Regions from separate parts of the Mus musculus genome. Here all the other regions are linked to region 1. A link is a contact called in public HiCAR-type and HiChIP or PLAC-seq data. All regions are on one chromosome and are shown on one strand. Each heading gives the region's core, a stretch centred on a gene start, on an enhancer-like site or on the middle of the called end of the contact. The rest is flanking DNA. Distances are from core to core; before and after follow the strand shown.

Region 1 (4,299 bases), core at 793-3,292:
TAAAAGTTACAGATGGAACAGGAGTGGAGAGATGCTCACTTTTCTGTTCAGATCATTGAAAACAATCCTGAGCGCTCCTGTCTGCTGAGCATCATGGCAGACATGCTGCGGTGCGTTTTGCTGTCTTGCTCTCGCCTGCCTGCCCTGGCTTATCTGCTCCAGCTTTCGTCTTATTCAGCAGCTACTCCATAAGCAAGCAAATAGGGTTTTATAGCCTCTCGCTAAGTATTTCTCATCTCTTGCTAAGTATTTCTACCACAGTGCAAAAGCAATTTTATTATGTGAGGCTGTATTTTTATAGTCAATTGAAACGACTATTAAAATATAACATTGCTTGTAGGGCTCACAACAGCTCTGCCCTTGCCAGCTGCAGAGTCCTGGAAATAGAGGCCTTCTGGGGAATCAGGGCCTGTACCTTGGGCCTGAGGTCTGTGCCTGCTTGTGGGCCCTCCATGTTTGTTACTTGTCTTGATGCTGGAACAACATAGTCAACAAGAGCATCTTAAGGCAACGTTTATTTTGGCTTATAGTGTGAGGGAATACAGTCCATCATGGTGGGGAATACCTGGTGGCAGGGGTGTGAGGCTGGTTGTGTCTATAGTCAGAAAGGAGAGAGGGAGGGAGAGGGAGAGGGAGAGGGAGATAGATACTGTTGCTTAATTTTGTGTTCTCTTTTTTTTATTACGTCCAGGATCTCCCACAGTGGGTGGGTTTTCTTGCTTAAGTTAACTGAATCTAAATAATTTTTCACAGGCTTGCCTATCTGCTAAGTAATTTTGGATTCCCTCTAGTGGACCATCTAGTGGAACATCACAGCTGAATCCAAAAGTTCCCACACTTAATTTAAGGCCTTGTAGTCACATCTTGAACTTCTCTCTGTAGTACCATATATGTAGGCTTTCCCTTTTTGACAGACCTTTCTTTTCTTGATCTTTCAAGTTGGTGGGTGGTCGGCCCGTTCATAGTGTTAAGCCCACGTCAGTGAAATCATTTGGCAATTCTTTTTTTTTTGGGCTTTGGAAGCTGCACAGTAGGTTACCCAGGGTGGTCTGGTACTTGTATAGACTATGCTAGCAATTCTCCTGCCTCAGCCTTTTGAGTGCCAGGATGACAGGTGCAGGCTGCCATTCTCAGTTCCATGGTAATTCTATGCTTAATTTTTGGAAGAGCTGTCCAGGTGGCTTCCCCAGCAGCCTCTTTGCAGTATGCAATCTATCTGTAAAGGGTTCTGGCTTCTTCAGATGTTTGTATTATAACTTTTTAATTATAGTCATCCTGTTTTCAATTTACAGCAATCGTCAAATAAGAGACTGCACTGGTATTTTGCGATGGGCTCTACTACGTAGCCAGTCCCAGAAATAAGCACCATCATGGGCTGGCAGGGTGTTTTGTAAAATGCCATCTAAGGGATGTCCCTGGCAGGCCACTCTTTGTAGGCAGGGTCTTGCTTACTTTTTCAGGCTGGTCTTGAACCTCTGATCTCTCTGGTTTTGTCTCCTCAGCACTGAGGTTACAGCCATTTGTCACCATGCACCAGTCCCAGTGTCTGTCTGGGCAGAGCACTGTAGGCACGATAGGACTCTCCCCAGGTCTCAGTTGCTCAGTTCTCTGTGTTCATCTTTAATGTCCCTGTTACATAATGTTTGTGAGTGTTTCTTTGCCCTCTGTGTCCAGGCAGCCCACCACAAACACTACTCCCAATTATTGCACACTGTCTTCTCTGTGTTTTTGGGTACTCTCCAGGAAAGACAAATTTATCAAGCGTTTAGCTAAGGCAAGATTTGTCTTGTGTCCTCTGGGGGCAAGGGTTGGGCACTGGCTCCTCTCTCCACAGTGCTGGAGGCAGGTGTTCCTCCTAGGCCTCATTCCTTATATACAACAGACAGAAAAGACAGGTGCCTTGTCCAACCACACCAGGCCCTGGGCTTTCTCCCTCAGGCTAAGCTGGCATGGGTCCCTCTGAAGTGCAGGCTGTCCCCCTTCTCCTCAGCAGAGCATCTGGGACAAGCCCCAGCTGCCAGTGCCCAGTGTTGATTCTGCCTGGGAACAAGAGGGCAGTGTGTGGGCTGCTGGGCCATTAGCATCCGAGTATGCAAATATATCCCAGCCTTGCACCCCCGCCCCCTGCAGTGCCGCCCTTGCCTGAGCCAAAGTTTAGGAAATCCTGGGATTAACCCTGAAGAGTGAGGCTTGTTCTGGTTCTGACCTCTAGATTCTAAGAGTGATCTTTATGCATGGAGGCGCTGCCTCTTATAGTCCTATAAGTCCTACTTAGACATGCACACCCTCATCTGGGCCATAGTGACAGGGAAGAGAGGTCCTGGGGTAGGGCAGGGACCAGGAGGAGGATGGAGGATACAGACGTCTGGAGTGTCACATTCACCTGCCTTTGTGCTATGGGGAGACAGTTCCTAATTCATTCATTCTCTCTCTCTCTCTCTCTCTCTCTCTCTCTCTCTCATGCTGTGTGGGTGGGTATATGTGCCCATATGTATACCGATAGAGTGCCGAGGTTGCATTTGACATCTTCCTGGATCACTTTCTATCTTGGGTTTTGAGACAGGGTCTCTCACTGAACCCTGAGCCAGTCTCCATCACCCAGTTTCAGGTTTACAGATGTGTTCTACAAAGCCTGGCTTTTCTGTAAGTGCTGGGAATCCAGACTCAGATCTTCATGTTTGCATACTGAGCCCCGTTCCCGGCACCCCTGTTCCCTCCTTAAGCTGACAGTATTGTTCAGCAAGTACAGGCTTGGAGTGGCACTGACTGGTCGACCTCCTAGGCAACATCTCATCCTCACCCACGGGTGCTATGGTGGCTCTTGTCACTCCGTTTCACAGAGTGAGAAACTGCACCAAAGGAGCAGAGGTGGGGCTTGCGGTTGAGCTCCTGTTGGTCTTTCCAGTCCCAGTGCTGGTCTCAGCTAGAGCGAGGGGCCTGCTTGCCTTGAAGTGGAACCTTACAGGGAGGTAGCAGGAGGGAGGATTTGCTTCATGGAGGTGATGTGGAGGGGCCCTTTGTTTCTCAGGTGGAGGACGCATGTGCCTCCTGTCTTGCTCATTGGGTGCACAGTGGGACCATAGTGTGAAGGGAGCCTGCCCATGGTGGAAGGAGGCGGCAGAGGACTTGGCGTGTTGACAAGTCATCTTACTGAAAGAGGAATGACTGGGAACTGCTCTGAGCTCTGCAGCCTCTGTGCAGCTCCTTCATTAACACCCCTGTGTGCCCCACTTTATTGTTTATCTCAAAGAGGGCTTGATTGTTTTTTAATCTTCAATTTTATTTTTTATCAAAGCTTAGGAATGCAACACTACACAGGAGGAATTTCAACAAACTCTAGAGAGTCAAAATTCATCTCTGGGAATGAGAGAGTTCTGTCCAGAGACTGTCTGCCACCATTGCTGTTCTCTGGTTTGCAGGATGGGTGGGGGCAACCTCGGGCTTTGGGGGGCTTAGTGTTGCTCCTAGATGCTTTTACAGTGTGCAGCTTCTCCCAGAAGCTCACTCCCCTGGTCAAGGCTGAATTCCTATTGGTTGAAAGCAAGTTCTCCGAAAGGTTAAAGATGGAATTATAGTCTTAGTCGGAAAAGCTCCACAGCGAGTACCTTAGATGCCCTTCAGTAGGGAAATAGGTAAACTCACGGTGACGTAGTTTATGTAACGAAATGAACATGCGAGTATCACAAAAGGTCAGGTAAGTAGGTCAGACGTGAAGATAGACTTGTGCTTCCATGTATGTGACTATCACGGTGGGGTTAGGATTGTGGCCATATTTATGTCACCCTGAAGTCCTTGGTTGGTGTATCAGTACAGCTTTGTGAAACCCTGTGTGTTGGGTACTGTGAAGTATAGTTGTGAGGGGAGGGCACAGGGTGGTAGAGGAGGGAGTCATGTGAACAGTAGAGTCTCGGTAGTATTGTGGAGTGCAGCACTGGATGACACCTTCTGTATACTCTCGTTTATGCTTATTGGTTTTGGCTAATGACAGGCAGTGAACACAGAGGCACATAGGCAGCATTTGGTACTGACTTGTCAGAGTATTTAGGGACACTACTGACAGCATGTGTGAAGGTTTCTACACTGAGGTGACAGGCCAGGCCAGGCAGAAGGAGCCCTGGACACAGGCTTGAGGGGGGTGGTTCATGGGTGCCTTTGTGTTCTGATCTAGAGACTCATCTCTTCACGAAGTAGCATAGACTCTTCCCCTGTCTGATTGCTGGCTTTGCTGGTAAACTTCTGCACATGTAAAATTTGATCTATGTGCATAGCCTGTCATTAAGAAAGCCAGTTAGAAAGTGA
Region 2 (4,149 bases), core at 1,014-3,513, 920 kb before region 1:
AAATTTGCCTGCATGTATCTCTTTCTGTGCACCACATGTGCTCCCACAGTCATCAGAAGAGGGCGTCAGATTCCCTGGAATTGGAGTTAGGGATAATTGTGAGTCACCATGTGGGTGCTGGGAATTGAACCTGGGTCCTCACCAGGTTTTCTAACCACTGAGCCATCTCTCCAGCCCTGAATCATTCTTCTCATTCTTCTTAAAGCAGCTTTCCATTCTACGACACCTGGGAGACCAGCGTGGAGGAGGAGGTTACTGCTTCTGCTCTGGAAGTTCAATTTAAGAAGGACTTGAGCCACTGCTTTTGGTCCTCATGGGACCCCCAGATGGCAACAGCGGGGAGTGCAGAGTGGCATGGACTGTTTACCCCATGACCAAGAAATAGCAAAGGAAGAGGGAAGTCTGGGGCCCCACGGTCTCCTCACAGACAAACCGAGAATGGTCTAAGACTCTCCCATAGGCCCCTCCTCCTAACCTGCATTTGCTTGCTGAGGACCAAGCCTTCAACACATAGGCTGTTAGGGGGACATGGTCCATCCCAACTCCAGCAGTGGTCTGTGGGGGTCACAACCATTGTCACTCTAAGCAGCAACAAGTGTGAGCTCCCCTCTCCCCACAGCCACTTGAACACAGTGGCTATTTGGATTTTTGCTATTTTGATGGTGTCAAATTCTAATAAGTTTTCCCATCCGTAACTTGTTTTAAACCATCCTTCAGAGTTAGGAGTGGGTCCTTGATTCTGCTCTTGTCCACAGCATTTATCTTCATTTCCCTCCAACACCTCATACTGCAGGCTGTCTATATGATGAGAAAAGAAAACACAATCCCCAACAGCACCTGTCAGCAGACAAGAAATGTGGTATCAAACATGCTCTATCAAGGTCTGCTTATGAAAAGGTCTCCTTAGCTTTGGACCTGAGTCCCACATTGTCAGTCTGCAGAGACTGAGGACTGGGCTGCTGTCAGTGTCCTGATCACTATGCGGGTTGGCTGACTGAAGGTAAAACAGAATCAGCAATCACACAGCATCCTGCCCCACCCCCACCTCACCCCGTCTTGGGGTTACCAGAGATCTTTCTCACGGAGGTCAAGTAGAACTTCCGCTTTGGGATGCCACTGGTGAAAATTATTTGCACATGGGATAAAGCCTGTTGGTTCTGCCATTTTAAAGGACTAATACCTGTGCCACAAACGTGTTGGGGGGGGGGAGGGGGGAAGGAGCGATGAACCCAGATCACCACGCTCCTTCCCTTAGCTTGGGGACCAGCATTACCATAAGTTGCTAACTCATTAAGATAATCTTTTTTTCTTTTTAAAGATGATTCTCACTATGTACCTTTGGCTGGTCTGGCCTTCCAGATGTAGATCAGGCTAGTCTAGGTCTCCCAAGAGACCTGCCTGTCTCTGAGTTTGAGATTAAAGGCATTTGCTGGGTACTGTAGGTATTGTATCATATTAACTGTCTCTTCCCATAGTACTAACTGAAATCATTGGCAACCTGAACTTCTTGCCTTCTGTGAGACGTCTGGCTGTTGGAAATCTAAATTGATGTGGTGTGAAGACACTAATGAGATAAACATCTGGTTGGCCTGCTGCTTCTATCTAACATGCTGTGACTTCAGTGTGAGCCAGTGCTAGCCAGCCACTTGGACCCCCTAAAAAGCTTCTAAAGAGCTTTAAGTGAGGTGCCACATGTCTGTAATCACAAACCTTGGGAAGTCAGCTATCCACTTACACTCTGTCTCCTCAAAACCCCCAATGTTTCAGAAAGCACAAAATGTAATGATTCACCAGGCAGTGGTGGCACACGCCTTTAATTCCAGCACTTGGGAGGCAGAGGTAGGCAGATTGCTGAGCTCGAGGCCAGTCTGGTCTACAGAGTGAGTTCCAGGACAGCCAGGGATATACAGAGAAACCCTGTCTCGAAAACACCAAAAAAAAAAAAAAAAAAAAAAAAAAAAAAAAAAGTAATGACTCCCGTGTCTTGGGAATACAAGACAGTGACTCACTGGCAATGAGCCCAGTTACAATTTGTCTGTTTGATTCTTGGGAAGGGAAAGAACAAGCAGACAGACAGGTGCTGAGGAAGGGTTGTTGCTTCCCGCCCCATGATCCCAGAGCTGTGTCAATGACTTGCTACTCTTTGATGATTACAAACGTCTGATTCAAAGGTTTCTCTTCTCTGACACCTAAACTCCATCCTCCAGTGGCCTGCCAAGAGCTGGGACTGTCCCAAGGCTTGGTGCCCTGTGAGCTCTCCTTACAGCCCTGTCAGTATGAGTCAGGCTGGCTTGCCACAGCTCTTTCCTGCTAAATGTGTCTCTTGTGATGACACTCTGCCCCACTTCAGCTGGCATCTGTTTACTTTGAGTTAATTTTAGATAGAGCAGATTAATCATTACATCGCAATGATGCCAGCAGCACAGTTGGCAAGTCACAGAGGGGCACAGGAATCAGGAATCCTGACTGAGTGTCAGCCCCTGCCTCTCTCCAGTTGGGATAGGTGGGTAAGAGGAGAGACAGACCTTCCCTTTGGGATCCCTGTGGATGAACAGAGCTGTGCCTGGTGCCTGCCGCCGGGCCTGGCCTATGATGACTGTGCATGCCATGCCAGAAGAGTTAGCAGAACAAGATCCAGAAGAGAATAAATAGAATCAGATTTGAGTCAGGAAGCCCAGGCCCGGAAGTCTGACAGCGCAGAGCTTGTGGGTGTTATTGGGGCAGACCTGTCCTCTTTCACAGGGCAGCAGCTAGCTGGAATCTCTGCATCACTTTAGCCTTAGAATGGTTGCTTCTCCCCAATACCTCCTGCCCTCCTGGAATTAATCAGAGCAAACTCCACTTTGGGGAGTGTGGTGGTTTCCAGTGTCATACAGGGCGACCACATTTATCTTATAGATTTGTGTTCCTTTTCCCCTTCATTGCCCACATTCGTTTCTGCTTCTTTTCTGTTCTTTTTGGTCTCATTTGTTATCTCTGTGCCTGACCCCCACCAGGTCAGAAGCTCGGCTTGCTAGACAGGGAGGTGAGGCACAGGCACTTACCTCATCACTTGACTTAGAAGGACAGGGCAGAGAGCTGGATAGAGACTACCACGTGATGCGCGGAAGAGACATGCTTTCTTCCCTTGCTTTCTCTCTTTTCTCTCAGGACCTGGTTCATGCTGGGCAACGGATTGTGCCACTGAGCTATGTGCCAGCCCCCAAAGTGTTCCTTCTCAACTATATCAGTACTGAAGATTAAAAACTCAATTCTTCCTAGCAAGGAAAATAAATATGAATTTTCAACTGGGCTTTGTAGACCCTTGAAGGATTTGGTTTCTGCCATGCTCTCTGCCCGCCCAGCCTTGGGAAGCAGTTTTTCCTCCTGCTATGGCCCTAGTGGAGAGGCAGCAAGCTTAGAGGCTCCTAGCTGAAGAGTGTCCTTTCCTTCCCTGAAGTGAGGTCTGTGTGTTCAGGGCTGGATTCCAAAGGTGGGGCTGCTGGCAGCAAGCTGTGTGATTAACCGAGGAGACAACAGTAAAGACCAGGAAAGGCTGGGTAGACAGGTAGGTCTGGTTCCTCCACATTTGAGGTCAGCAGGGTGTGTGCCAACCTGGCTTGGCCCTAACTCCAGTGTCTAGCTATCAGTCCTGCTGTCTGACCAGCTTCCCAAGGCTGGCCAGTCTGCTGCCCACAGATCTCTTGGAGAAACAAGGACTCAGCTCATGGGTGGGTGTGATTTAGCCTTTAAAAGATGGTTTTCAAACATTGGTAAGATGGTGGCTGACATACAGATGTAAAATAATTACCCTTAGCCAGGTGTGGTGGCACGGGCCTTTAATCCCAGCACTCGGGAGGCAGAGGCAGGCAGATTTCTGAGTTCAAGGCCAGCCTGGTCTACAAAGTGAGTTCCAGGACAGCCAGAGCTATACAGAGAAACCCTGTCTCGAAAAACCAAAAAAAAAAAAAAAAAAAACAAAAAAAGAAAACCCAAAAAAAAAAAAAAAAAACAAAATCCAGAGGGCAGGCACATCTGTGAATCACAATGTGAAATAATGTAGAATAATGAGAATAATGTAAGCGAGGAGGGCCCTGAGTGGAGCTGGCTGATATCTGTGCTTAGAATCACACCCATGTGTTGCTATTGGTCCTAAACCTTAAATGTGGA
Region 3 (3,920 bases), core at 942-3,441, 960 kb before region 1:
CCCTAATGAAAACTGAAGAGGTTTAAGAGCCACACCCACTGCACAGGAGACCTGATGAATAGGAGACCCAGTGCACAGGAGACCCCAGTGCACAGGAGATCTACTACATGGGAGCCCTGATGCACAAGAGACTATGGAATATAGAGAAGAAAGCACTTTCATGTATGCAGTATTTAGGTGTCTACTATCTGGAAAGGCCAGAAAAAAGCTTAAGGGGCTAAACTGTTTTTTGTTTTTTGTTTTTTTTTTTAAGATTTATTTATTTATTTTATTATTCGAGTACACTGTTACTGTCTTCAGAAACACCAGAAGAGGGCATCAGATCTCATTACAGATGGTTGTGAGCCACCTGTGGTTGCTGGGAATTGAACTCAGGTCCTCTGGAAGAGCAGTCAGTGCTCTTAACCTCTGAGCCATCTCTCCAGCCTGCTAAAGTGTGGGTTTTTTTAAAAAAATATTTATTTATTTATTTATTTATTTATTTATTTATTTATTTATTAAATACACTGTAGCTGTCTTCAGACACTCCAGAAGAGGGCATCAGATTTTATTATGGATGGTTGTGAGCCACCATGTGGTTGCTGGGATTTGAACTCAGGACCTTTGGAAGAGCAGTCGGCACTCTTACCCGCTGAGCCATCTCACCAGCCCCTAAACTGTGTTTTTTAATATAATTTAAAAAGCAAAAGGAAGGAAGGCAGACAGGCAGGCAATGTTACCTCTATCAGGTATCTATGATATGCCCAGTAGTGTTGCAAAGAAAACAAAAAAGATAAAACTGAATATAGAGTACTAGCTTCTCTAATTAGTAGTGACCTTTAAAGATTCACACTGAGGGCTGGCAAAGCAGCTCAGTGGTAGAGCACTAGCCCAGCATGTGTAAGGCCCTGGCCCATTAAGAAACATCTGTGGTGTAGATTGCCATTCAATCTGAGGGCACTCAAAATCATAGCCAGCACACCTCTGCAGGAAAACAAACTGGTTCTGGTAAAAATTCTAAAGATTTAATTACATTTAATTATAATCATAAACTAGCCACCACCCACACTATGCTTCAGGCCTGCCTACTTGGCCATTTACTCCTTACAGTGCCCCTCTGAACAGCCATTGGTTTTCTGGATGAGGAGACCTGAATATAGAGAGCTCTGGGTGGGAACCTATGCAGAGTCCCTGCTAGCCACTGGCTGTATAGCCACGAGGCATCCTAGGAAGATAGCATTCTGGGAGGAAAGTAGGGGTTTTCTTTATTTTACTGTAAGGGCTTTTGAATCTTTGGGCCACCTTCAGGACCAGACCCTTCCCGTGTCCTGCTAACCAGTCTTACAGTGATGAGAGGGAAAGGCAGTCTGAGCAGCGGAGACTAGAACCTGCAGCAGCCAGAACATTCCGTCTACATGAGCGACAGCTTACCCCAAGCCCCAGGGCTCCCACTCAGAGTCAACACTTTAACACAGAAACGCAGTCCTTCCTCTGGCCTGACAGAATCCAGAGTTTAACGTAATCTTATTACAGTCAAGTCCAAAACATACAAATGTTTAAAAAGTATGTCCTGCTACACTCTTACAATGATAGTATATCCCAGGATAAATATTTTCATGACTTTCTCAATAATAATAATAAACTATTATTAAACTATGATTCTACATTCATCAACATAAAAACCGTTACATCTAAGAGTTCTTTCCAAAGTCTAGATGTATTGATTGCAGAACTTAGTTGAAGCCATTAAACAATTAAAACAGACATTTCAAAGGCCACTTCAAAGAATGAAAAATAAAAATGGAGGGACAGTGGGGAGGGTGAGGCAAGAGGACTAAGAGCTTTGGACCAGCCTTGGCTACAGAATGAGACTTTTGTCAACACCCTTCCTAAGTCAAAAATAGTGACTGAAAATGCTAAGCTTAAGCACGCTCTCTCTCCCTTTGTTTCTTTTGTCCTGTGTAACCAATTTCCAACTGGTTTGTGAGGCCCTACGAGGCAAGGAAGGGGTGCTTTTCTTTTGTATGTGACCTGTATCTAGTGGTAGTTTACAAGTACATATACACCCAATAGTTCCATGCACTGTGAATTTTTACAGAGGTAAAACACCCTGCAGAACCTTATTAGGCCAAGGCATTCCTGGCCTAAACATTCCCCATGGCTGGACACTTGCTTCTAACAGTGAGTCACAAGGGAGCTCTGGACGGCCTTCAAAGCCTGGGCCAGGGCAGTACTCCGTCCTCCTCCCACCAAGTCAGGGAACAGCCTCCACAGGACAAGCATATCAGACGCGGGGAGAGCAGTGTGCAGAACGCCATCCCTGCCCTGTAATTTTGAAGCAGTGCTAACCAACATGAGTGCCACACACCAGCATGCACACGAGTGGGCTACGGGCATGCAGATATTCTGGCCCTGAGGTCAGTATATTCCGATCTCTTGAACTCCTAGAGGGGAAGACAGTGTCCAGGGCACCTGAAGCCATCGGGTGGTCACCTCTGGCTGTAAGCTGCTTTGGCCACTTCTTGCAGAGCCGGATAGGCACAGGCACTGTCTATCTATGAGGGAGACAGAACACTGCTCAGAGAAGCCCTGGCCGTGAGAAGCTGCTTTTCTAGCTCTTCACTTCAGTCCTCTCTGCATCTCTCTCCTGCTCTGGAGCCAGCACCTCGGAGGCCTCTGATAGACAGCTAACACAAGCACCTGATACCATAACGTACTGCGGCCTCAAAGACAGCCCAGCCCACAGGATCAGGGGAGCCCTCCTGGTGCAGGTGACCCTTGCGCTGAGTTCTGAGGGACTAGAAAAAACTGGCCAACCCCAGGAGAAGCGACGACGGACAGGACAAGAGCAGTGATGAGTGGAGTGAGGGTGTCTGTTTCTTTAAGAAGCCCGTTATGTGAGTACGTGTGTCTATGTGAGTACCTGTGTTTATGTGAGTATGTGTGTTTGTTTTAATCCCAGGTGTGGGATATGGGCTGCTTTAGAAGCTAACCAGGATGCTCTCGTGCTCTAGGAGGGGCGTGGTTTTGCCAGCTGTAGACAGTTTACGTTTGGAATTCTGGGGATGCCTGAGAATGTGTAAATGTGAGGGCGGTGGGGGCTGCTGCTTTTGCTGGTCGGAGATATTCTGATGACTAAAATTGGACTTGCCCCTGGGAACTCGATGCTCCTAGTCAAAAGGAAGCACTCTAAAGAGGTCTATGTCCCATCTCCCCTCTAACCGCCCTTCTGGACTCACTAGGAGGCACAGCTCTCTATGTACAAGATGGAAAGTCTTGGGTGAAACTAACAAGTTGTAATTTTCCCCGTGAGGATTATAATCACAGAAGTTTAGACAAGAGACAACGGAGGATACCAGGGAGGGGAAACAAGGGAGGGTTGTGTGTCAGGCTAGAGAGGGCCATCATTACACCAGGCGTGCTTGACATGCAGAAGGCCAGACCAACGCTCTGAGGATTGCAGAACCCAAGCCAAGAAAGAGGCACCTAGGCTGTGGTGCTGCGGTGCAGTCAGCGTCTGCATACCAACCTCAGGATTGTTTCAGTGGTGCAGCAGTTCTCAAAAGGAATCACATAGCCGACTTCGTGCCCGATATTCACATCCATCTCGTCGGCCACCCGCAGGGCCAGCTGGACTGCCGTCTGTTTGTGGGCCTGGGTGCATATCACGCCCCCGTGCTGGTAATGGATGGAAAGGCAATATTCAGCACACCACTGAGGAACCTTTGACAGGGAAAAAGGACACAGGATCAGCCCTTGCTAGGAAAGACAGACAAGCTCAAAACACGGAGGAGTAGCTCTTTCTCGTGGCTGGCTTCATGTTCTCTAAGATCTTTTTCTTTCACCAACCCAGCAGATGGTGCCAGGAACAGCATTAATCCTTACTTAGTAGAGCGCTGAGCAATAGAGACGATGATTTTAATCACTAATAAATGAAGTTA

Evidence for each region. HiCAR-type assays count read pairs that join an accessible place to other places. HiChIP or PLAC-seq counts read pairs in DNA pulled down with a chosen protein or histone mark.
Region 2: an H3K27ac HiChIP or PLAC-seq map of VIP interneurons shows a contact between it and region 1, with 8 times the contacts expected there. The contact joins two enhancer-like sites. A contact is called at or near these places in 2 of 39 promoter capture datasets (embryonic stem cells and neural stem cells), 2 of 115 datasets of contacts at active chromatin or transcription factors (VIP interneurons and embryonic stem cells) and 1 of 9 other capture datasets (liver).
Region 3: a HiCAR-type map of astrocytes shows a contact between it and region 1, with 3 times the contacts expected there. The contact joins two enhancer-like sites.

What each region holds. Positions count from the first base shown.
Region 1 is chr7:134,707,364-134,711,662 of GRCm38.p6, forward strand. All of the region lies in intron 1 of Dock1 (dedicator of cytokinesis 1), which reads left to right. Among named protein-coding and RNA genes, the nearest start is that of Dock1, 39 kb to the left of the region's middle. Within about 2 kb of position 2,043, at least 37 of the 459 cell types and tissues checked have an H3K27ac peak or open chromatin away from gene starts, as enhancers often do. A contact at or near this core is called in VIP interneurons, astrocytes and neural stem cells, where this site is marked.
Region 2 is chr7:133,791,413-133,795,561 of GRCm38.p6, forward strand. The region is part of intron 1 of Fank1 (fibronectin type 3 and ankyrin repeat domains 1); the gene reads left to right. Among named protein-coding and RNA genes, the nearest start is that of Fank1, 17 kb to the left of the region's middle. Within about 2 kb of position 2,264, at least 132 of the 459 cell types and tissues checked have an H3K27ac peak or open chromatin away from gene starts, as enhancers often do. A contact at or near this core is called in VIP interneurons and neural stem cells, where this site is marked.
Region 3 is chr7:133,745,335-133,749,254 of GRCm38.p6, forward strand. Dhx32 (DEAH (Asp-Glu-Ala-His) box polypeptide 32) reads right to left here. Exons shown (of 12, transcript NM_133941.2): 3 at 3,509-3,702. Among named protein-coding and RNA genes, the nearest start is that of Dhx32, 30 kb to the right of the region's middle. Within about 2 kb of position 2,192, at least 29 of the 459 cell types and tissues checked have an H3K27ac peak or open chromatin away from gene starts, as enhancers often do. A contact at or near this core is called in astrocytes, where this site is marked.